Regions from separate parts of the Mus musculus genome. Here all the other regions are linked to region 3. The links are chromatin contacts, called in public Hi-C, HiCAR-type, HiChIP or PLAC-seq and promoter capture Hi-C maps. All regions are on one chromosome and are shown on one strand. The core of a region is the stretch at or near the end of the contact, and the rest is flanking DNA. Distances in the headings are between cores, read along the strand shown. Region 1 holds the start of Galnt11 (polypeptide N-acetylgalactosaminyltransferase 11). Region 2 holds the start of Prkag2os1 (protein kinase, AMP-activated, gamma 2 non-catalytic subunit, opposite strand 1). Region 3 holds the start of Paxip1 (PAX interacting (with transcription-activation domain) protein 1). Region 4 holds the start of Rheb (Ras homolog enriched in brain). Region 5 holds the start of Kmt2c (lysine (K)-specific methyltransferase 2C). Region 6 holds the start of Hadha (hydroxyacyl-CoA dehydrogenase trifunctional multienzyme complex subunit alpha). Region 7 holds the start of Xrcc2 (X-ray repair complementing defective repair in Chinese hamster cells 2).

Region 1 (3,014 bases), core at 467-2,966, 2.6 Mb after region 3:
GCCATAAAGGTCACTGGAGACCAAGCCAGACAAGTGGAGCCATCAGACTCAGCAGTCAGTGCTTTTCAAACACGAACTAAGCAATTCAAACCTTCCATAGACATTCCAAAGACAGAAAGCAGAGAAACTATTTGCCAGGATTCTCTAGAGTAACAGAAATTATAGAATGGATTTCTCCATATAGAGAGAGGGGGGATTTATTAGAGTACTCCCGCAAGTCCAACAATGGCCGTCTACTGATGTCAAGTCCAAGAATCTAGTTGCTCATCCACAAAGCTGGAAGTCTCGGCTGTTCTTCAGCATACACTGGAATCCAGCATACAAACAGGCTCTAATGCCAGTGAAGGAATATGGACTTTCAAGTATGGGTGAGAGCAAGCAGGCAAAGAGGGGGCTTCCTTATTCCATAGCCTTTGTAAAGGCTGCCAGCAGAAGGTGTGGCCTTAGATTAAAGGTGGATCTTCCCACCTCAAAGATACAGATTAGAAATGCTCTCCCCACTTCAAATGATTTAATTCAGCAAAAATCTCTCACAGTTGTGTCTAGCCATTTTTGGTTGTCAAGTTGACAACCAAGAATAGCCTCAAACAGATACAGATAAAGGAAAGACCATGGATTCCAATTCAAATGAAGTATCTAAACCAGGTAAACTGAGAGACTGAAGAAGAGCAGGAGTCCCTGCCCTATGTTATAATGTCTGTCCTGAGTGATTGATTTTGGAAATATATGGCACTGCCTGTTAAGACAACACTGTGAATGTACCCGATGCCATTCAACTATACTAGTAAAATAATCAATAAACTTCATGTTAATTATACTTCACAAGAAAAATAGTAATATAAAATTGTTAAGAAACCTGGCAAGAAACAGCACAGAAATGTTAGAGATTTGATTCCAGGGCCATCAAATGAAAACTATAGACTACGGTATGGTGACATTTCAGTTGCAGAGCTCCGTGGCAGGCACATGCTGAGGGTAAGAAAGGCTTACTTCCTGTTTTTCTTAAAGCATTATTTCAAATAAAAGAAGAAATAAGTTTGAAGTAACTGTTTTGTTGGGCCCACGGACTAGAAAGCGTCTCCAGGGTCTCATTTTTTGTTTGAAGATAAGCAACCAACCAACATGATGGCTCTCAAAGTAAAAGGACAAGATCTGACAGACAGGTGGCGGGTCTTCCTATATTTATATTTAAAGCACTAGTTTGGGGTGTACGAAAACCATAAAAGGTAATTTTTTTAACAAGCATACTGCAAAGAAACATGCATCCTTTCTGTCTTCCAGCCTCCTGTACCGACGCGGTCTAAATCCTGACCGTAATAACAGCAATAAAGATAAAATCGGTATTTTTTTCTAGTAAATCACAACACTGGCTGGAGGTTACGGCCACCGAGAGAACGGCCATGCGCAGTACCCATCACTGCTGTTGAATCCGGAAGCAGCTCTGGCCTCCCAGGCCACCAAGCCTGCTCCAGCAGCCGCGTCCCTTCAGGCCGCAGCCCACGCTCAGGCGCCGACGTAGGCCGCGCGGGGTCAAGCGCCGCGGGCCGGCTACTCACCGCGACACCCGCAGGCCGGGATAGCGGCGCTCCAGGGCACGGGCTGCGGCATCTCCGCTCCCGCCACAGCCCGGGCCGAGCCGCACGAGCCGCGGCGCGCGACGCGGCCCACGACACGCAGCCTTGCGGAGCCCTCGCGTCACGGCACGCGTCACCGCACGCACGCCCTCGCCTCCGAGGATGACGTCACCGCCCGCGGCCTGGCGTCACGAGGCCCGGGCTCCTCCCCGCCCAGTGTGGAGCTGAGCTCTGTCCCATAGGGCCTTAGTGAAGTTCACTCCAGAGAGAAGCTTAGATGAGGGGACGACTTTTTCTTGGAGAGAATGTGAGGAAATTTAGCAGATCAAACAGAATGGTAAGGTTTTGGTAGTTGGTCCATTAATGCTGCTTTACATTGACGGGTATCTATATTAATCCTGTTATCTCACCATGCTATTCAGCCAAGACTTTTTTTTTTTAAATCCGTGATGTCTGGTAGAGCAATGGGACATATGTAAGGAGAAAATTCTGCGTCCCTTATTTTTAAGAAAGCAGCATCTCCTGAACCAATAAATTGTTCTAGCTAGCATTAACCCAGGATACTTCCCTCCTGCATTAACTGGCTGTGGTGACCGACTTTGACTTGAAATGCCCCACTGGGGCTTATGTGGAGCTTGGTGCCTGCTGGTGGTGCAATTGCCAAAGATTGTAGAAACTTTTTGGAGGTGGGGGTCAATCTAGAGGGAGAAGGATCAGGGATGTCCGAGGGTCTTACCTGGTCCAATTGTCCAAGTCTCCTTCTGGCTTCCTGCCCATCATGAAGTAAATAACCTACCCCATATACTGCTGTCATCCTGATGTTCTGCTCAAATGCGATGGCCAAGCAACCATGCAATAAACCCTCAGTAACCATGAACCAAAATAACTCTTTTCCCTTTAAGTTGTCAACACAGTGGCACAAAATTAACTCATATGTGGCCCTGCCAAATACTTACTAGTATTGTGAGGCTGTAGGATGCTCTGTGAGGTTACCTAGGTCTATCCTTAAGGCTGAAATCCTGATGGCCCTTATCTGTGTCCTTCCATGGCCATTGCCCTCAGTCAAACAGTTGCTGCTCAATGCCAAAGAAAGCATTTTTCATAGTTCCCATTCTTGTCCACACAGCATCTTAACGGGAACTCATGGTTGTTTAAGGGATGACTCTCTCACGAGAGGGCAATAGAACAGAAGCATTGTCATGCCATAACCATGTGTCTGCTATTGTTCCTGTATGTGTGACAACGTTCCTGACAGAAACTACTTAAGGGTTTATTTTGGCCACAGTGTGAGGTACAGCCTCTGCTGTGGTGGGTAAGCCATGGCAAGCAGAGGTCTAAGGTAGCCTGTGACACTTCACCCTCAGGAGGCCCAGAGAGGCTGGTGCTCATCTTACAACCTGGTTTGTTTTGTTTTTTTGTTTTGTTTTGTTTTTTTCTTTT
Region 2 (2,700 bases), core at 53-2,552, 2.9 Mb after region 3:
GGTAATATAGGTTTGTAATCCCTGCACACTGGGGAAGCGTAGACAGGCAGATCTCTGGAGCTTACTGGCCAACCAGACGAGATGAATTGCCAAGATTCACTGTAAGAGCCTATCTCAAAAACTAAGGTGGAGAGCAATGGAAAAAGACATCCAGTAGCCACCTCTGGCCCTTACCCATACATGCACCCAAACATGCATGCTTACATGAATGTGCGCGCGCGCACACACACACACAGAGCGTGTGAGAGAGAAATCGCGAGCACCAGAGCGAGCAGGGACCACTCTGGGAAAGTAAAACATCTCGGAGCTCAGGCCCTGGCGTGTGAAGACTTGGCTGCCTTTCCTTGGGTAATCAATCCACAGAGCTCCTGAAGCTTTGTTTTAGTATTGCTATCACTATGGGTTGTATCTGCCAAACACAGGCCTGGCGCTTGGTAACCACTTGCTTGCTTTCCATTCCTCCTTGGAAGTCAGACTCCAGAGCATCCAATAACCAGTGTACCAAAAAAAAAAAAAAAAAAAAAAAAAAAAAAAAAAAAAAAGGGGGAAAGAAAACAAACAAAAAACTGTGCCCACTATTCTTACCTGGTGGGAGGGAATTGCCTAAAGGGAGTGAAGATGGGTTCTCTGTGGAGATGGCACACCTTGGGCACTGCAGCAGTCTGGCCCTCCGTGGCGTCACCATACATGAACAGGTGCACAGTTTCTATGTGGTATTAAATTTTCATGAGGATGGAGAATCCAGGGAGGCACTGAGAGCCTATGAAGCCTTTCCTTCTCCCTAGAATCTCGGGGCTTTTAAAAGTGAGCCTCTGCAGAGTCAGCCTGCCGGTTTGTTGGCTGTGACATGAGGGGTGCTGACCTCTGGTGGTAGACATGTCAAAGTGACAGGTTCAGAAGGTCTGTCTGTGCTCTCTGAACTCTGACCTTCTCTGGCTGAGTTTATAGGCCAGGGATAAATTGATTCTTGACCACAAGAATAATTAAGATTGTATGAAATATCTGTAGTAGAAAACTTCCTGCCTAGCTTACCCTGTATTTAACATATTGCCACATGTTTTAGTATATCCAAAGTCAGGTTCAAACATATCCTAACGGTGTCCTAGGCTTAAGAAGGTACAGGAGTTGTCCTGTGGACTGTGCTTTGGAAGGTGTCTGCACCCCAGAAGTTTCTGGAATGAAATTTTAGTCCCCGTGTAACGTGGAAAGGAGATGTATCGTCTCCCAGGTATTGATTGGTTCTTCCTAGGCATCCTGGAAAGGATGAAGCCAGCCTCCCCGCTGTCTGGCTTCTTCTCTGTCCATAGAGCCACACCCTCTTGTACCGGCTGCTGTGTGATGCTCCCCCCCCACCCCCCATTATGACACAGCCAGTAGGACACTCAGCACACATAAACGCTATGCTCCTTAGGTCTTCCCGCTACCAAAATCATGAGCCAAGTAAATAGCTGTGTATTTTGTCCAAGAAGCAAAATCAGGCTAAGACAGACAGGAAAAGGTCGTGTTACCTAAAAGGAAAAAAAAAAAAAAATACCTGACTGGTTTAAACAAACAGGAAAGTGCATAGAGTGGTTGGATAGCAAGAAGTGGAACATATCACCAGCCTTGGCAAGTGCATGGAACCAAGTAGAAAGTCATTAGGAACCAAGGTAACACCTCCCATCACTCTGCTAGGGACTCGTGAACTTCCCTCCAGAAGACTGTCTTTCTACTTTATAGGCACCCCACCAGGGTCCAGGCCCCATCACTATCCAAATGGAACTCCATCCCACTCGCCAGAGTCCTGGGCCTGTCTCTGACCTTTGTGGCTTCCAGCTTCACCTGTCAGGTGTAAACAGGAACGGTGTTGATTGTCCAGCAGCACTGGAAAAATTGGAAAAGCATTTTTAATGTTCTCTTCTCCTAGATCTTTTGATGACTACTAGCATATACTGTGGAACTATGCTGAGTCTCAGATAACCCTAAGGCACAAAGCATTACACACACACACCCTGGGTCATAGAAGAGCAAAGTCAGAAGAGAAGAGGTGAGCCTGGCAGTGGTGCCTTTAATCCCAGCACTTGGGAGGCAGAGGCAGGTGGATTTCTGAGTTCAAGGCCAACCTGGTCTACAGAGTGAGTTCCAGGACTGCCAAAGATACACAGAGAAACCCTGTCACGGGGGTGGGGGGAGGGGGGGAAGAGGTGAAGTGCCCTCTTTAAGATGGCATATAACATTCCAGAGACTCCCCTAGAGTCAAGCCCATGTTGGAGGCCAATGTGAGGTCATCTTCCTTTCAGAAGATTACCATGGTCTCCTCTTTATTCTTTACTCCAATTCTGCCCTGCATCCAAACTTGCCAAGGTTAGCACAAACTTATCTTCCCCAAATCCAGTGGCCAGCAGTCAACCCTCGTCCCCATCTTAACCTGGAGTCCACAGAGTTGCCCCGTGCCCTCTTCTCAACGCTCATCCTTAATCTCTAAGGCATGGCTGGAGAGGTGGCTTGGTCCCTGGTGGGTTCCCCACCATAGCTGGTTGTAGATACCCTCTGTGGTTCTTTCTCTTCCCTTTGCAGCCAGTGTAACATGGCGTGACTCACAGCTCCATGCAGTCATCCTTCCTAACTGAATGGAAGAAACCAAATGTTCCTGTGGCTCTATCTGAGGCCTACTTACCTTCACACTGGTCCTCACCTAAGAGAGTGCTCACTCCTGGCTCT
Region 3 (2,895 bases), core at 233-2,732:
TCTAGTTTCACATTCACTTTTTGCCTGTGCTTGTAGTACCCAGTGCTTGTAATAGTCTCAGACACCAGAAGGGTATTGGAGCTCCTGGAACTGAAGTTATAGGTGGCTGTGAACATCCGTGTGGATGTCAGGAATCAAATCTGGGTCCTTTGCTAGAGCAGTAAATGATCCTAATTGCCAAGCCATTTGTTTTTAACCTAACTGAACTCAGTTTATCCAACTTAAACAGGGTGCTTATTTTCTGATCGCTGTAAAACAAAATGGCTCTGCTCTGAGTTCGTTTGAGACTATAAGAACATCAACACCCGGGGGGGAGGGGGGGGCGCTGGGGAGATGGCTCAGCGGTTAAGAGCACTGACTGCTCTTCCAAAGGCCGAGTTCAAATCCCAGAAACCACAAGGTACAAGGTGGCTCACAACCATCAGTAATGAGATCTGATGCCCTCTTCTGATGTGTCTACAGTGTACGTACATATTATAATAATAAATACATCTTAAAAAAAAAAAAGAACAACACTCTATCTGCATGAAGGTCACAGAAAACACAAAACTTGATTAAAGAGCAGTATCACGAGTTGCGGGACTTGTCATTCTGCGAGCGCCCCACAGCAGTTTCAGCTTGTCATTGTTTCCTGTAACTTTACACATCCATATTTAATATAATTATCTGCTAAGATAATTTTTATAGATTTTGCTGTTTACCTTTAAAAACTATGTTGACCGAGGGTTGGACGGCTCAGCAGTTCAGAACACTTGGTTCTCTTGCAGCATCTCCAAATTTGGTTCCCAACACCCACGTGTCGTGTAACTTCAGTTCCAGGGGATCCTGAAGCCACCTTCTGACTGTTGTGGGCACCAGACACTCACAGGGTGCAGATACATACATGCAGGGAAAACTCCAATACACGTAGAAAAATGTACATTTATTTAGAGAGTGTGTGTGTAATGTGTGTACGTGTGTGCGCAACAGTGTGCTTGTGGAGGCCAGAGAACAACTTGCTGGAGCCGGTTCTTGCTTGCCATCACGTGTGTCCCAGGGATCGAACTCAGATTGGCGGCAGATGTCTGCCTGCTGAGCTATGTCGCCGGCTCCTACTTTGCTCTTAACCTGCCTCATCGAAGATCAGTTCCCCGCCAACTACCTCAGTAGATGCGGAAGGGGCAGACGAAGGAAAGTAACCATTAGCCAGGGTCTGCCTGACTCTGGGCCGGATCGCGTGCTGTCCAACAGCAGCGCTGGCGACAGCTGAAGAGCGAACGCTGGATTGTTCAGGTCCCCTTCCGTGCCGAGGCTCCGCCTCCTTGGCGCATGCGCTGTCAGGTGGCCGCACGGGGTGACGGGAGTCCCGCCCAGGACCCGCCCCCTGGCTAGTCCACTGCGGCCATGTGAGGGAAATAGTCTCTCTGTGTCCTCGGTTCTCGGTCGTGAAAACTCGGCCGGGACAAGGCTGCCATGTGCCGTACGAACTATTGTAGACCATCAGCACTGATGCCCGAAGCGGTGGTGTAAGGAGCGCTGTGCGGCGCGCAAGGCGGGAGGGTCCCACATACTCCCCTGCCGAGCTGGTGTGGTGGTACGTGCCTCAGGGCGCGCACGGCTCCCGCGCTCCGGGCCTCGGACGGGCGGGGGCGCGGGTCCGAGTGCAGCTGCGGCTGCGGGCCGGGCTGTGCCGCCGGGCAGTAGGCAGAGCTACGACGCTGGGCGCGGCGGGCCGGGTGACGCGGGGCCGGGCGCCGCCGCGCCGCCGCGATCATGTCGGAGCCGGCGCCCGAAGTTCCAGAGGAGCTATTCCGCGAGGTCAAGTACTACGCGGTGGGCGACATCGACCCGCAGGTACCGCCCGCGCGGGGCCCCTCTGCCGGGCCATTCCCCCCGCACGCCCCCGCCTCGTCGCGCGCGCGCCCTGCAGGACCCCAGGCCGGAGCCGCGGGGCACGCCGGGCAGCGAAGGGCCGCGGGAAGGGCCTCGCGAGCACCGACCTAGCGCAGCGGCCGGCCGAGCATCTTGCCGGGGCCCTGCTGAGCGTGTCCCTTGCCAAGGGGCCTGTCCTCCCGGCCCCTGATTTTTCCCTTAGGGTGGATTGTACGGTAGGTATGGAAGGTACCCTTGCTTACACGGTCACCGTGATTCGTGCGTGTGATCGTGGGTCTGAATCCATCCACAGGACAGTGGCTGTGATCGTGGTATCTTCAGGACAGTGCCCCAAACATTTCTTTTCTAAACTATGCTTACAGTTGTGTCGCCTTCGGTGTCTGGTAATGTAAGCTAAACGGGTCCTAAGGAAGGAATTGTCCAAGAGCCACTGAGCTTGGCTTTCCAGAGACTCATACTTGTATCCTAGTAACCAAAGTCCGTTGGGTCTTCGGTTGTGTGATCAGTGATTGTAGCTGACTTTTTCTAGTACCGATCACCCCACTACTACCACCACATTTCTTCTTTTACCCTTTCTTGTTCTTCGTTTTAGGACTTTTGCTCTTATAAGGGCCTTGGACTAAATGTCACTTAAAACCAAGAACACATTGAGCTGCGCTGTTTGCCCAACTATGTGTGAAATCTGAGTGCTTTAAAAAAATCCCCCTTGTAAGCCCTTGTATTCTGAAATAGTGCCTTCTTTAAAAGGTTTAGAGCCAGGGCACCCATTCTTTAAGTTTTGTAATACAGATTGAGGAAGCTCACAGGTGGTGAGCACCCCAGTACAGTCTGGGCATCGGGCCTGGTACACGGAGTGCCGTAGAAGAGTGCCCTTGAATACTGAGTCCTACAAATACAACAGGTGGAGGTGCTGGAGGTGTTGAGTGTTAAACGGATATTGAGTCCAAGAAGTTGTTTGTGTGGAGTGCGTGTGCTAGGCATTAAAGGCATTTGTGTATACTTGGCCCGAGTCCTGACGGTCAC
Region 4 (2,925 bases), core at 77-2,576, 2.9 Mb after region 3:
CAGTGACAGGTGGATCTCTAAGAATTCCAGGCCAGCCTGGACTACGTGAGACCCTATAAAAATAAGTCTATTGTGAAGGGCAAAAAATTAAGGACAAGTGTGCTGTTCTCTCTTGGCACCTTTATTTCCAGGCCTAGCCTTTAGTTTGGACTTCGATGAACTAGGCCTAGGGTCTAGCTTTCCACCCTGTTCTTCAATATGAGGATATCTCAACTCCTCTAGTTCTCTGGAAACAAGAGCTTTCTGCCTGTACGACTGTTGTAGAAAATATGACAGCCTTCCCTTTTCAGGCATGGCCCGCCCACACCAGACAGCTAAGCCTCCTCCTTTTCCTCGGCGTTTTTGACAATGGCTGACTTTCACGTTTCTCCAGAAATAACCTCTCGAGTGTTCAGTATGAAAAGACGCACTGATCTGGCTGCAGGACTCCCACGCGCGCGCCTGTCTGTGCGAGGTGCGTGCCACCCGGCGTGTTGCCCGAGTCGGCACCAGGACTGGTCAGCTCGCGCTGCTTTTAATGGAATTTCTGACATTTGCGAGCTGCACAGATTTCATTCTTCCCACAGTTCCTCAGCCACGAATAAAGCTTAGTCACCACCCACGTTAAGCCCAGACTAAAGCTAACATAGCAGGACGGTAATTTGAAGTATAGACAAGTGCGAAGCGAGGTGTCAGCCAACCTACAGTCCGTCAGCTAGGGCCACGCGCCTCGCTCCTTTTAAGGGCCGGCAGGCGCAAGTCGGCCAACGGCTCAGCACTTCACCAATCACCGTGCTTCACGCCTCTGGTTCCGCCCCCGCACCCACATTAGCCAATCACTGAGGAGTTGCCTGCCCGCCCGCCCACCCGCCGGTAGGGCCACGCTTTTGGACCACGCAGGCGCCCCGCCGAGCAAAAGCAGACAGAATTTATTTTTAGCTCCCCGCTGAGCGGCACCTCTCCTTGGCTCCACCCTTCCAATCCCCAATAGAAGACGGAGTTTCCATTGCGTCATCGCGCGGCAGTCTGGGAGCCGTCCAGTCAGAGCTCGGGCAGGATTGTCGTAATTAAAAAGCGGCGGAAGTAGGTGGGAGGGTCATGACGCAGCGAGTTTCGGTCGTGACTTTTCCGGGGGCTTTGGGGCGTCTCCGCTTTTTCCCTTTAAAGTAAAACGTTTCCCCGACGCTCCCCCGCGCGTTCCGGGCTGGGAGGCGGCGGCGGGAGGCGGCGCAGACGGGGCCGCGCGCGGTCACGTGGGTGTGTTGTTGGGGGAGGGCCCGCGCGTTCGGTTCCGGGCGGTTGAGCGAGCTAGAGAAGGAGCGAGCGAGCGAGCGAGCGAGAGGCAGCCGCGCCCGCCGCCGTGCTCTGTATGCCGCGTTCTCCCGGCGCAGCCGCCGCCGATAGTCTGAGCCGGAGGAGCCGCCGCCGCCGCGGTTAATGTGGTTGGGTCGGGGCTGAGCAGGCCACCAAGATGCCTCAGTCCAAGTCCCGGAAGATCGCCATCCTGGGCTACCGGTCTGTGGGTGAGTGGCGGCCCGGGCGATGTCGGGGCTGAGCCCCAGGACGCGGACGCGCCTGCGAAGTTTGTGGCGGCGCGGCCATGTGGCGGGCGGGCGGGCGGCGCGCGTTTCATAACCTCCATTTTGAGTGGAGGCGGCGGCGCCTTCCCCTGTCCCCAGGCGCGGCGGACAGGTGGCGGGGCGGCAGGCCGAGGCGGCCGCGTCCTTCCCTCGGCGTAGGAGCCGCGGGCCACTGCCCGGGAGTCTTGCGGCCCGGAGCAGCCTAGTCGGATCCCCGCATCTGTCCCGCCTTCTCTAAGCACGGTCTGTCCCCACCCGTTTCCCCAATCCCACAAGCCCCGGGCATTTCAACAAAGGAAACCTCTCCTTGTGACCTTTCCATCTGCAAAGAAGTTAAGCCTTTTAAAGAAAACAGGGAAACTTCAAGACGTTTGGCTACCAAGTTTTCCGCCTCCAAGAAACCTAGACTGGACCCCTCACAGGCCAGCTAGGTAGCATCTGGCAGCCAGCACAGGGAAGAGGAGAAAGACGTCTCTAATGTGTCCTATTTTTCTTTTCCCCTTTGAGGAGAAACAAGGCCAGGCACTTGGAACCAGGCTGTTAAAGTAATTCAAAAGCCCGTTTGTTTTCCTAACACCACCACCAAGCGATTGACATACATTTAAAGTTGTTCCTAGTAATCACCTTTTTGCCGAATAGAGGTGGTCCTGGGTGGGGTGGGGAGGGAACGCGGTGTCCAGACAGTAGTATTCAGTCCATCGTGTGATACAGGACATTTGAACTTAACCACGCTGCAGGGTGAGGCTTTATTGTTTTTGACCGACCGGAACAGGGGACTGTCACGTTCATCTTTAGTGCTGTTTGAAAGATGTAACTGTCTCCAGAAAATGTGCGTTTGACAGGGACCACTGAGGAGTGGAGAGTCTGGCAGTAGAACACCTTCCCCACTGGATGGGCTCCTGCTAGGCGGTTCATTCTGCGTTCTCACCCTGCTTTCCACTGCTGGTGCCCGGCTCTGTGCTCTTTGACCAAGATCAGTCAGGGCCTGCTTACTTTTCACCTTCTCTCCTCAAGAACTGGAGAAACTCCTTAGGAAGGGAATGGAAGATCGGAGACAGTGTGACAGATGGGAGTGCCTAGAGTGGAAAGGTGACACGTGCATAGTGCAGTGCTGAGGTGTTCATAGTAGGAAAGAGTAGGTGACTGCTTTAACAATTGCAACCCTAGAGTTAACAGGCACAAAATTACGGTGAATCCATTCACACCAAGATAGAACTCCTGATGTAACCAGTGTTGGTTGTCTGAGTCACCATACTGTTTTCTGAATTCCCTCCAAATTTGGAGAATGAGACCATGATGTAACTTGGCTGTTGATTGAGTACCCTCTAATCAGATAACTAATTGAAGATAGTAATCTTGAATGCAA
Region 5 (2,907 bases), core at 136-2,635, 2.3 Mb after region 3:
CTGGCCCCATTTTTAACGAATCGTTTTTTTTTTTTTAATGGGAAACAGCTTAGCAGTATTTCCATTTTTAAATCTTGAGCACACACAACGTTCACGCTGATGCATTTCTCTCGGTGTAGAGACATTTTTTTCCCACTCAACCTGTCCGCTTGGTTTTTTGTACGGCAGCCTCCGGTCTCACGGTGTTTAAAACATGACGTCGGACGGAGAAACTACAGCTGGAGTTAGGATCTAACGTTGTCCTGCCACGGTTGCGCCGCACTAGGGAAGCCTACGTGGGACTCCGCCAGGCCTGGAGCGGCCCACGCCCGCAGGGGGTCGCGGACGCACGTGCGCGCACCGCACGCGGGTGCACGCTCCGGAGTGTTTACATCGATCCCTCCCCCCTCCTCCGGCCGGGCTGGACCCTGATCCCGGATGCCCGGTCCGCAGCTTAGCGCCCGCCAGAGCCCGAGTTGCAGCCACCGCCGCGTCAGAGCGGGCGGGGGAGGGGCGGTGAGGTCAGCGGCGGCGGCCGGGTAGCGCGGGGCGCATGCGCGGACTCAGCCCCGTGAGTGGCAGCAGCGCGCTGGGGGCGGGGGCGGGAGGCGCCTGTGTGTGGGCGAGCCGGCGGCGAGTTTGAGAGGTCTGTGGTGCGGGTCGCCCCGGGGGACCCGGGTGCAGGCCTCGCGCGACGGCCACTGCCGTGTGCGTGTGTTGTTTGTGTGGTGAACGCACAGCCGCAAAACTTCCTCCTTTGCTGCCCCCAGAGAGAGAGCGGGCGTGGGGGAGCGTTCGCGAGCGAGCGAGAGGGATCCCAGCGTGAGGGAGCCAAGCTTGATGGGGCCGAAAGCTAGCGTGAGGGAGCGATCCTGAGCGTGAGGCAGCAAAGCGCCGGCCGGAGAGCGGGCAAACGATAGGGAAGAGCGAGAGCTAGCCGTGCGTTGAACCGAGCGTGAGGGAGCTAGCCACAGGGAACGCCGTGAGCGAGCAGTGTGTGAGGGAGCGATCGCCAGCGCGCGACCGAGGGGCCGGCGCTCGCACCACCCCGGAACCCACCACAACAACTGGAGCAGCTGTCAAAACTTCGCCGCGGCGTGGGCCTGACGGGCTGACGGCGCGGGGGAGGGGTGGCTGGCCCCGCCCCGGCCCGGCCCGGCCCGCCGCCCCCCTCCGCGGCCCTTTCTCCTCCCGCCGCGGGCGGCCTGGGGGAGGGGCCGGGCGGAGACCCCTGCGGCCGCCCCCGGCCCGCGCCCCTCGCGTCGCGCCCCGCCCCGCCCCGCTCGGCGCCGCCCTCCGGCCCGGCCCCGCCGGCCCCAGCCTTGGCCGCGGCGCCCCGCCCCGCGCGGCCGGCCCCGCCCGCCCCGCCCGCTTGCCCGCCGCCCCCCGCCGGCCCCTGCGCGCCGAGTGCGCGCGCCCGCGCCGATGTGTGTGAGTGCGTGTCCTGCTAGCTCCATGTTGCCGCCTCTCCCGGTACCTGCTGCTGCTGCTGCTGCTCCCGGGGCTGCGGGAAATGCGAGAGGCTGAGCCGGGGAGGAGCAACTCGAGCAGCAGCAGCGGCGGCGGCTGCGGCCGCTGCGGCGGGAGGAGCCCCCCAGGAGGAGGACGGGGATCCATGTGTCTTTCCTGGTGACTAGGATGTCGTCGGAGGAGGACCGGAGCGCGGAGCAGCAGCAGCCGCCGCCAGCACCCCCCGAGGAGCCCGGAGCCCCGGCCCCGAGCCCCGCAGCCGCAGACAAAAGACCTCGGGGCCGGCCTCGCAAAGATGGCGCTTCCCCTTTCCAGAGAGCCAGAAAGAAGTAAGTTGAGCGCGAGGGAGCCAGGCGGGCGGCCAGCGGCGGCGCGGCCCGGAGCTGTCAGGCCCCCGGCCCGGTGGGGGCGGGGCGGCCCAGGCGCGGCCCGGTTCGGCGGCGCCCGCGCAGGTCCCGCCGGCCGCGCCGCGCACTTTACTTTGGAGTTCGGCCTCGCTTCTGGGAGAACCGCCCGGCGGCTTCCCCAGGGCCTAGCCCGGCGTCCGCACACGCCCCGCCGAGCACGCCCAGCTTGCTGCCGGCCCGGCCTCTCGGAGCCACAAAGCTGTGGGCGCCAGGGACGGAGCTGTCAAACGCCGCGGCCGGGTGGTCCGGGTGCGGCGGCCGGCGCTCTTTGTCAGCTCGCGGCTCCTTTAACTTTTCTTGCTCCCAGACCGGTGCTTTTGCTTCTTAATGATACATTAGGAAGCCATTCGAGCCTGTCCTCCCCATCCCCCACCGCCCCGAACCGCACCGCCCGGCTCCGCAGCCGGCGCTCGGGATCGCACGGGCCCAGGTGTAAGCGGGCGAGTCGGAGTTTCGGGAACGCGGCCGGGTTCCGCGGCGCTGACGGCCCAGAGCACTTTGTTTAGGGGAGACAGCTTTAAACGTCGCTGGACGAGTAACTTCAACTCCAGCTGGGCAGGCAATGGCTTTCGATTGTTTTTGAGCGTCCGTGAGGACTGTGCCGGGTGGATGAACTGGGCAAGAAGTGTTGTCTTAAAAAGTGGTTATTCGGCAACTTGGCTTGAAAATTAAGGAAACCGTTTTAGTGCCAATGAGTTAGTTGATCAGCAATAGTGGCTCTTCGGGGTGCTGCGGAAGATTGGTGACCGTCTTTCAAAGTTGCAGAATGGCGTGTGTTGCTTACTCATTTCATTGTATGATATTCTCATTGAACTGTTGGCGGTGGAAGGGTGCGCTGGGACTTGCAGGAAGAAGTCAGCACATTTATGGATAGGCTGTTTGTTTGGTTTACGTGCATTCATTTGTTGTGTCTGGTGGTTGCAGCAAAAATAGTGTTAACTGAGCCATAGCAAGCAAGCACCCTGGCCTCTCGGAACCCACTAAGCTCTTGACACAGTGTATTTGGGGTGGGTGGTGGAGAGGGTTTGCTATCTTTTTACTACTAAATGTT
Region 6 (2,869 bases), core at 261-2,760, 2.4 Mb before region 3:
GTGTGAATGGTTCCGTTTTTGTCAGTTCCATCTCTAGTTTAGGAAAAATGATAAAAAGCTGCAGGCAACACAAAACAAGTATGTAACAGAGCACAGGGTGGGCTCACAAAACAAACTATTTTCTGTGTGGCTCTTTACAAAAAAAGGATATGAAATAGGTGTAGTGGAAGGCGTGGTATGGGAAAAGGGTTCCTTTTTTGCAATTTACTCCGAAGTGGTCATTTAGTACCAGCTTAAAGTGTTCTTGGTGGTGGAAGACTTAGTTTGACTAGAGCTTTAAAACAGGACGCTCCTTTCTTTCTAGAATCATTTTAGCCATTTCTTTCCTGTGTGGCAGAATAATCAATTAACTAGCAAGTGCCACTTCTGTTTGAATCCTGGCTTGCCACAGAGAAGGTATTATAATCTTTCTGAGCCTGTCAAGTCACCGAAAGTGCAAATGAAACGTGGGGTTTGTGCGTATTAAACAAAATGGTGCACACACCGGAAGCTGACTTTACTTTCTTTTGAAAACAATCAGTTTATTTCAGGGCTCATCTTTCCAGCACCAAAACAAACAACTCACACCCTGGCGCCCAGAAGAGCTGAACTCTCAATTAAAAGTAGACTTAGGTTCTAGACTAATTCTACCACCTGTGGCGCAGTCTCAGTCACTAGCTACGGCTACTTCACAGAAAAAAGAGTGAGGGGTGGCAGGTTTGCCCAGATGTTTGCTGGGTTAGAAAATGTCCGTGAACCCTGGATCACCAAGCAGACTGGAGGACTGTCTTGGCTGCTTTCACCCCCGAGACCCGCACTTAACGACGCGTTCTCAATCTCTACAGCCGCCAGACTGCCTAGACAGGTCAACAACAGGGGAAACGACACCGCTCTGACACAGCCCAGCGTTTCACACACACGCAATCCATTCGTAAACCTGAAGTGACAAATGCAGACAGAAGACACCGCTGCCGCGAGCTACGCGAGAACGCGACCACCGCCCGCCCTGAGGCGGTTCGCACTGGAGGCCTGGACCAGCCTGTCCCGCTCTTGGGACTTCGACCCTCACAGCAAAGGGAAGCGGCCGCGGGCATCGACGAGAAGAGTCGGGAGCAAAGTGGCACCTGCCTGTGGGGAAATCAGAAGAAAACCGAGAAGCGCGCTGCCGCACCTTAGAGTCCGCGAAAACTGCCGCTGCCAACAAGGTCAAGTCCAGACTGACAAACGTCCGCCCACGCCGAGGGGCGGCTCCCGCTCCGCAAGGACCCCCTCTCGCCCCGCCCGCCATCACCGCGGCATTTACGGGCTGCCCGCTGAACGCCTGAGCAGAAAGTCAGACACTCCGCCCTCTCCTCGGAGGTCCTTAGTCTCACCTTCAGAGAAATCATCCTTTCGGCTCGCTTAGTTGAGAGCAAGAGGTAGGGCGACAGGACGGGTGGCAACTCAGAGTCTGCGTTTTAGTAAGGCGGCACTTAGGACACCCTGCCGGACAGGCTCAGAAAAGAAAAGCCCTCGGCTCCATTGCCCCCCACTAGAAGAGCTTTCGTCCTCTTCTGCTCAAGATGGTGGCGTCCCGGGCGATTGGCAGTCTCAGTCGCTTCTCTGCCTTCAGGATCCTACGCTCCAGAGGTGAGCCTGGAGAGGGCTCGGGAGAGTCTCGGAGTGCCTTCAGGAACTGGGGCGGCGGGGAGCAGCGTTTGCCTCTCACTGTCTGCCTCCCACCCCTTTCCCGGGACCCGTGGAAATGGGGCTACTGTTCCGAGACCCTATTTCCTGTGTCCTTGTAAAGGAACTGTCACACCCTCTCTCGCCCTGCTCCGGCAGTGTCAGGCTCTCCCCTAACTTTCCTGAGTCTTTTCCACTTAGTCTGGCAGTTTGCGCAGGTCTCTGCTGTAGCCCTGAGCTCACGCCCCTCTTGTCTCCCTTAATGTTTGTCTTGGCCCTGACACCGCTAAGTTCGGAGGACTAAGTAAGACCTGTCACATTTTTGAGGCTCTACTACATGTTAGTCGCCATAAGAGATATCTATCAGCCTTCTCGGTGACATTGACTACTAGCCTTACAGATCAATGCCACTCCTTGATCTTTTCCGTCAAAACCATTTTTCCCCCCCAGAGAACTCAGCTCTCCCACTTCAGTAATCTTAGTTTGAATGTATAGAAGGTTGAAACTGGAGGTTCTCCGACTTAGGCAAAGAAATTTTGATGAGGAAAAAAATTTTTGATCACTTAGAAACTATTTCTAATCTCATTTCTGTCGATTCCCAGTCAGGCTCCAGGAACTGCATTCCTTTTCAAGCTGGCAGTGAAAGGGTTAAAGGGGTGTTGTTAGAAAACAGCCTTTTCCCAGACATCCCAAATCTGTAAGGGCAAATGTAACTTCATTGTGTATCATACTTGATACTAGTTACTTCCCAGACTTTAGTTTGTAACGTGAATTCACTTTAATTTTCCTCACAAAAAAAAAGGGATGCGTGTAGAATTTACTTCTCTTACCCTCCCCTGGCATTTAATTGATTGAATCTTTTTCTACTTTTTTAAAAACCTCCATAGATCGATTATGTGTAAATAGCCAAAATTGCTACCCACCAAAAAAAAAAAAAAAAAAAATTAAAAAAAAAAAAAAAGTGAAGTGGACTGGGTGCTAATTCACCTTTAATATTAGGTGGGTCTTTGTGTTCCTGTCTGGTCTACATAGTTCCAGGCCAGTCAGGGCTACACAGTGAGACCCTGTCTTTTAAAAAAAAGAAAAGAGCCGGGCATGGTGGCACACGCCTTTAATCCCAGCACTTGGGAGGCAGAGGCAGGTGGATTTCTAAGTTCAGGGCCAGCCTGGTCTACAGAGTGAGTTCCAGGACAGCCAGGGCTATACAGAGAAACCCTGTCTCGGA
Region 7 (2,825 bases), core at 161-2,660, 2.1 Mb after region 3:
GCCAATGCCTAGAATCTCATAGGAGTGCTGCTGGCCTGTATTTCTAGAACTTGAGAAAAACAAACAAAAGAAAATAACTATCTCTTGTGAGGCTATGCCAGTGTCCGGCAAATACAGAAGTGGATGCTCACAGTCATCTATCAGATGGAACACAGGGCCCCTAATGAAGGAGCTAGAGGAAGTACCCAAGGAGCTAAAGGGGTCTGCAACCCTATAGGAGGAACAACAATATGAACTAACCAGTACCCCTCCCCCAGAGCTGTGTCTCTAGCTGCATATGTAGCAGAGGATGGCCTAGTCGGCCATCAATGGAAGGAGAGACCCTGGTCTTGCAAAGATCATATGCCCCAGTACAGGGGAATGCCAGGGCCAGACAATGGGAGTGGGTGAGTTGGGAAGCAGGGCGAGGGGAGGGTATAGGGGACTTTGGGGATAGCATTTGAAATGTAAATAAAGAAAATATCTAAGAAAGAATGAAAGAAAGAAAGAAAGAAAGAAAGAAAAGAGAGAAAAGAGAGAAAAGAAAGGAGGAAAGAAAGAGAGAGAGAGAGAAAGAAAGAAAACAAACAAAAGGCAAACAACAAACCTAACCAAACCAAGAGCTTGAAAACTTCACAGGCTCAGTGTATTTCCACAGTTCTTTTCAATTCAATATACATTTTTCTCTTCCCACCCCAGTTATCTATAAATACCACAGCCAGTCATAGGCTTTTGCCTCAAGAAAGGACAAGAAGAGCGAGCTTGCTCAGTAACGGTGTTACTTCTCCTGTTAATCTGGTTATGCTGTTCTGCCCAGAGTAGTCTCCTGGGCTCGAACTATTATCTGGCTTCAGCCTCAGGAGTTGTTGGGACCACTGACACACCAAAAGCCCAAATCAGTAAACTTTTGTCCTAGTACCTTTGAGACACAATCTCATACTACAGCCCAAACTATAGCCTGATCCGACTCTTGGTGATTCTCTGCCTCAGCCTCCCGAGTGCTAGGATCACAGGCATACACAACCGTGGCAGGAAGATGTACTTTAAGTTTCTTTAGAACAAGTAAGCACGGGCAGTGGTGGTGATCGCCTTTAATCCCAGCACTCAGGAGGTAGAGGCAGGCAGACTTCTGTGAGTTCGAGGCCAGCCTGGTCTACATAGTGAATTCCAGGACAGCCACGACTACATAGGAAGTTCGTCTCTAAAAAACAAAAACAAAAAACTAAATAAGATTTAGAAATCACGTACATGTTAATTTTGCCTGATAAAGACCCGTCGAGATGAGTAACTGAAGATAACATAAGGACCATAAGGACTAAAGGAAACGCAGGAGACTGGCGTCACCAAGAGGGCGCCGCAGCTTTACTGCGCATGCCCTCGGCTTCTCTGGCTCCGAGCCCGCACAGTGCGCACGCGCACACAGGGTCATTGCTTTGACTGGCTGCGTCTTTCGCGCTTTTGCTAAATGGCGTTGCTGGCGGGTAGGTTGAACCCGCGGAGCTGGCCGGGCGATGTGTAGCGACTTTCGCAGAGCGGAATCCGGGACAGAGGTGAGAGCCGCGGGGCGACGGGAGGGCCGCGCACTACAGGGGGAGGTCGCCGAGCGGCGCCCAGGGCCACCGTGGGGCGGCGCGACAGCCGCCAGTGAACCGGTCAGGGATGGCGAGCCGTGCAGCAGGAGCTGGGGAAGGGAGGACCACCAGTTGAGGCATCAGTAGACGTTTTCTAAATTTAGGTAGCTTGCTTCACCTCTAACTAACCTGTTTGTGGCATCCGGCCTTCTGTATCCCAGAATACCCCTGTCGTCTATCTCTCCAGAGCCACGCAAGCCATTTCACTCAGGAACCGTTAAACGTTAACGTGTGTTACTTGTTCGAGTACTGTCAGCCAAGAGTTGGGAATAAGAAGCAACAACAACAAAATTAATCAACAGGCATGGTGGTACACGCCTTTAATCCTAGCACTAAAGAGGCGGAGGCAGGCAGATCTCTATGAGTTTGAAGTTAGCCTTTATATAGGTAGGTCCAGGCCAGTCAGGGCTCTATAGTGAGACCCTCTCTCACAAAACAAAATGTAATAATCGAAGCTTCTGTAAAATATACAGCATATGGTAAAAGCATGCCTCTCCAAAAGAGGGTAAGACAAATTGTAGGAGGAGCTAACTTAAATGTATTCAGAGGGGATCCAGGTAGCTCACGCTGGCCTTGAGCTTGCCGTGCAGCTGAGTATAACCTTGTCCTAGTTATTTATTTGTAGAAATTATGTAAATGAATGTGTGTCTGTGGGTTGGTATGTACCCATGTGTGTAGATGAATTTGGAGGCCAGAGGAAAAGGTGTCAGATGATCAGGAGCCGGGGTTATTAGCAATTGAGTTATCTGAGCCAAACTCATGTTCTCTGTAAGAGCAAAACCCATTCTTAACTGAAATCCATCTCTCTGGCCCCTAACCTTCGACTTCTGACCGTCCTGCCTCCGGAATGCTAGGATTACAAGTGTGTGCTACAGTGCCCTGTTATCCACTGCCAAGGATGGAATCCAGGCTTTCATGATTCCTAGGCATGGGATCTGCCACCAGAGCTACCGTTCCCAGCCCCTGAACTGGCACTGTAAGGACTGTTCAGTGGTTTGCTGCTGAGGAGGGAGCAGCTCAGGTATGGTCTGAACTTAGCAAGGGCAGCAGTTCCAACCTGTGGGTCACTGCCCCTTTCGCAGTCCTCTATCTCAAAAAATATTTACATTACAATTCATAACAGTAATAAAATGACAGTTAGGAAGTAGCTTCAAAAATAATTGTATGGTTGGGAGTCATTGCAGCAGGAGGAACTGTGCTACGGGGTTGAAGCGT

Evidence for each region. Promoter capture Hi-C pulls out the DNA fragments that hold promoters and counts their contacts. Hi-C and Micro-C count contacts between places; a contact is called where the count stands out from the background. HiCAR-type assays count read pairs that join an accessible place to other places. HiChIP or PLAC-seq counts read pairs in DNA pulled down with a chosen protein or histone mark.
Region 1: a contact with region 3 is called in a promoter capture Hi-C map of pre-B cells, with 4 times the contacts expected there. The contact joins the promoter of Galnt11 here to the promoter of Paxip1 in region 3. A contact is called at or near these places in 1 of 39 promoter capture datasets (pre-B cells) and 1 of 115 datasets of contacts at active chromatin or transcription factors (astrocytes).
Region 2: a promoter capture Hi-C map of liver shows a contact between it and region 3, with 2.6 times the contacts expected there. The contact joins the promoter of Prkag2os1 here to the promoter of Paxip1 in region 3. A contact is called at or near these places in 2 of 39 promoter capture datasets (liver and pre-B cells) and 1 of 484 Hi-C or Micro-C datasets (B cells).
Region 4: a promoter capture Hi-C map of liver shows a contact between it and region 3, with 4 times the contacts expected there. The contact joins the promoter of Rheb here to the promoter of Paxip1 in region 3. A contact is called at or near these places in 3 of 39 promoter capture datasets (cranial neural crest, liver and pre-B cells) and 2 of 115 datasets of contacts at active chromatin or transcription factors (astrocytes and thymic regulatory T cells).
Region 5: a contact with region 3 is called in a Hi-C map of B cells, with 7 read pairs. The contact joins the promoter of Kmt2c here to the promoter of Paxip1 in region 3. A contact is called at or near these places in 3 of 39 promoter capture datasets (the C10 cell line and liver), 1 of 484 Hi-C or Micro-C datasets (B cells), 2 of 115 datasets of contacts at active chromatin or transcription factors (astrocytes and large pre-B cells) and 1 of 9 other capture datasets (liver).
Region 6: a contact with region 3 is called in a HiCAR-type map of astrocytes, with 4 times the contacts expected there. The contact joins the promoter of Hadha here to the promoter of Paxip1 in region 3. A contact is called at or near these places in 2 of 39 promoter capture datasets (hippocampal neurons and pre-B cells), 1 of 484 Hi-C or Micro-C datasets (CD4 T cells), 1 of 115 datasets of contacts at active chromatin or transcription factors (astrocytes) and 1 of 9 other capture datasets (liver).
Region 7: an H3K27ac HiChIP or PLAC-seq map of large pre-B cells shows a contact between it and region 3, with 5 times the contacts expected there. The contact joins the promoter of Xrcc2 here to the promoter of Paxip1 in region 3. A contact is called at or near these places in 1 of 484 Hi-C or Micro-C datasets (CD4 T cells) and 2 of 115 datasets of contacts at active chromatin or transcription factors (embryonic stem cells and large pre-B cells).

What each region holds. Positions count from the first base shown.
Region 1 is chr5:25,221,574-25,224,587 of GRCm38.p6, reverse strand. It overlaps Galnt11 (polypeptide N-acetylgalactosaminyltransferase 11), which reads right to left and starts at 1,716. Exons shown (of 12, transcript NM_144908.4): 1 at 1,557-1,716.
Region 2 is chr5:24,901,171-24,903,870 of GRCm38.p6, reverse strand. Prkag2os1 (protein kinase, AMP-activated, gamma 2 non-catalytic subunit, opposite strand 1) reads right to left here and starts at 1,302. Exons shown (of 7, transcript NR_040684.1): 1 at 1,033-1,302; 2 at 586-706. All of the region lies in intron 5 of Prkag2 (protein kinase, AMP-activated, gamma 2 non-catalytic subunit), which reads left to right.
Region 3 is chr5:27,790,137-27,793,031 of GRCm38.p6, reverse strand. Paxip1 (PAX interacting (with transcription-activation domain) protein 1) reads left to right here and starts at 1,482. Exons shown (of 21, transcript NM_018878.3): 1 at 1,482-1,833. The coding sequence starts at 1,753.
Region 4 is chr5:24,840,762-24,843,686 of GRCm38.p6, reverse strand. Rheb (Ras homolog enriched in brain) reads left to right here and starts at 1,326. Exons shown (of 8, transcript NM_053075.3): 1 at 1,326-1,502. The coding sequence starts at 1,451.
Region 5 is chr5:25,497,261-25,500,167 of GRCm38.p6, reverse strand. It overlaps Kmt2c (lysine (K)-specific methyltransferase 2C), which reads left to right and starts at 1,385. Exons shown (of 59, transcript NM_001081383.2): 1 at 1,385-1,778. The coding sequence starts at 1,618. It overlaps 4831440E17Rik (RIKEN cDNA 4831440E17 gene), which reads right to left and starts at 371. Exons shown (of 1, transcript NR_030700.1): 1 at 1-371.
Region 6 is chr5:30,153,621-30,156,489 of GRCm38.p6, reverse strand. Hadha (hydroxyacyl-CoA dehydrogenase trifunctional multienzyme complex subunit alpha) reads left to right here and starts at 1,510. Exons shown (of 20, transcript NM_178878.3): 1 at 1,510-1,608. The coding sequence starts at 1,542. It overlaps Hadhb (hydroxyacyl-CoA dehydrogenase trifunctional multienzyme complex subunit beta), which reads right to left and starts at 1,237. Exons shown (of 16, transcript NM_145558.2): 1 at 1,151-1,237.
Region 7 is chr5:25,704,382-25,707,206 of GRCm38.p6, reverse strand. It overlaps Xrcc2 (X-ray repair complementing defective repair in Chinese hamster cells 2), which reads left to right and starts at 1,410. Exons shown (of 3, transcript NM_020570.2): 1 at 1,410-1,529. The coding sequence starts at 1,491.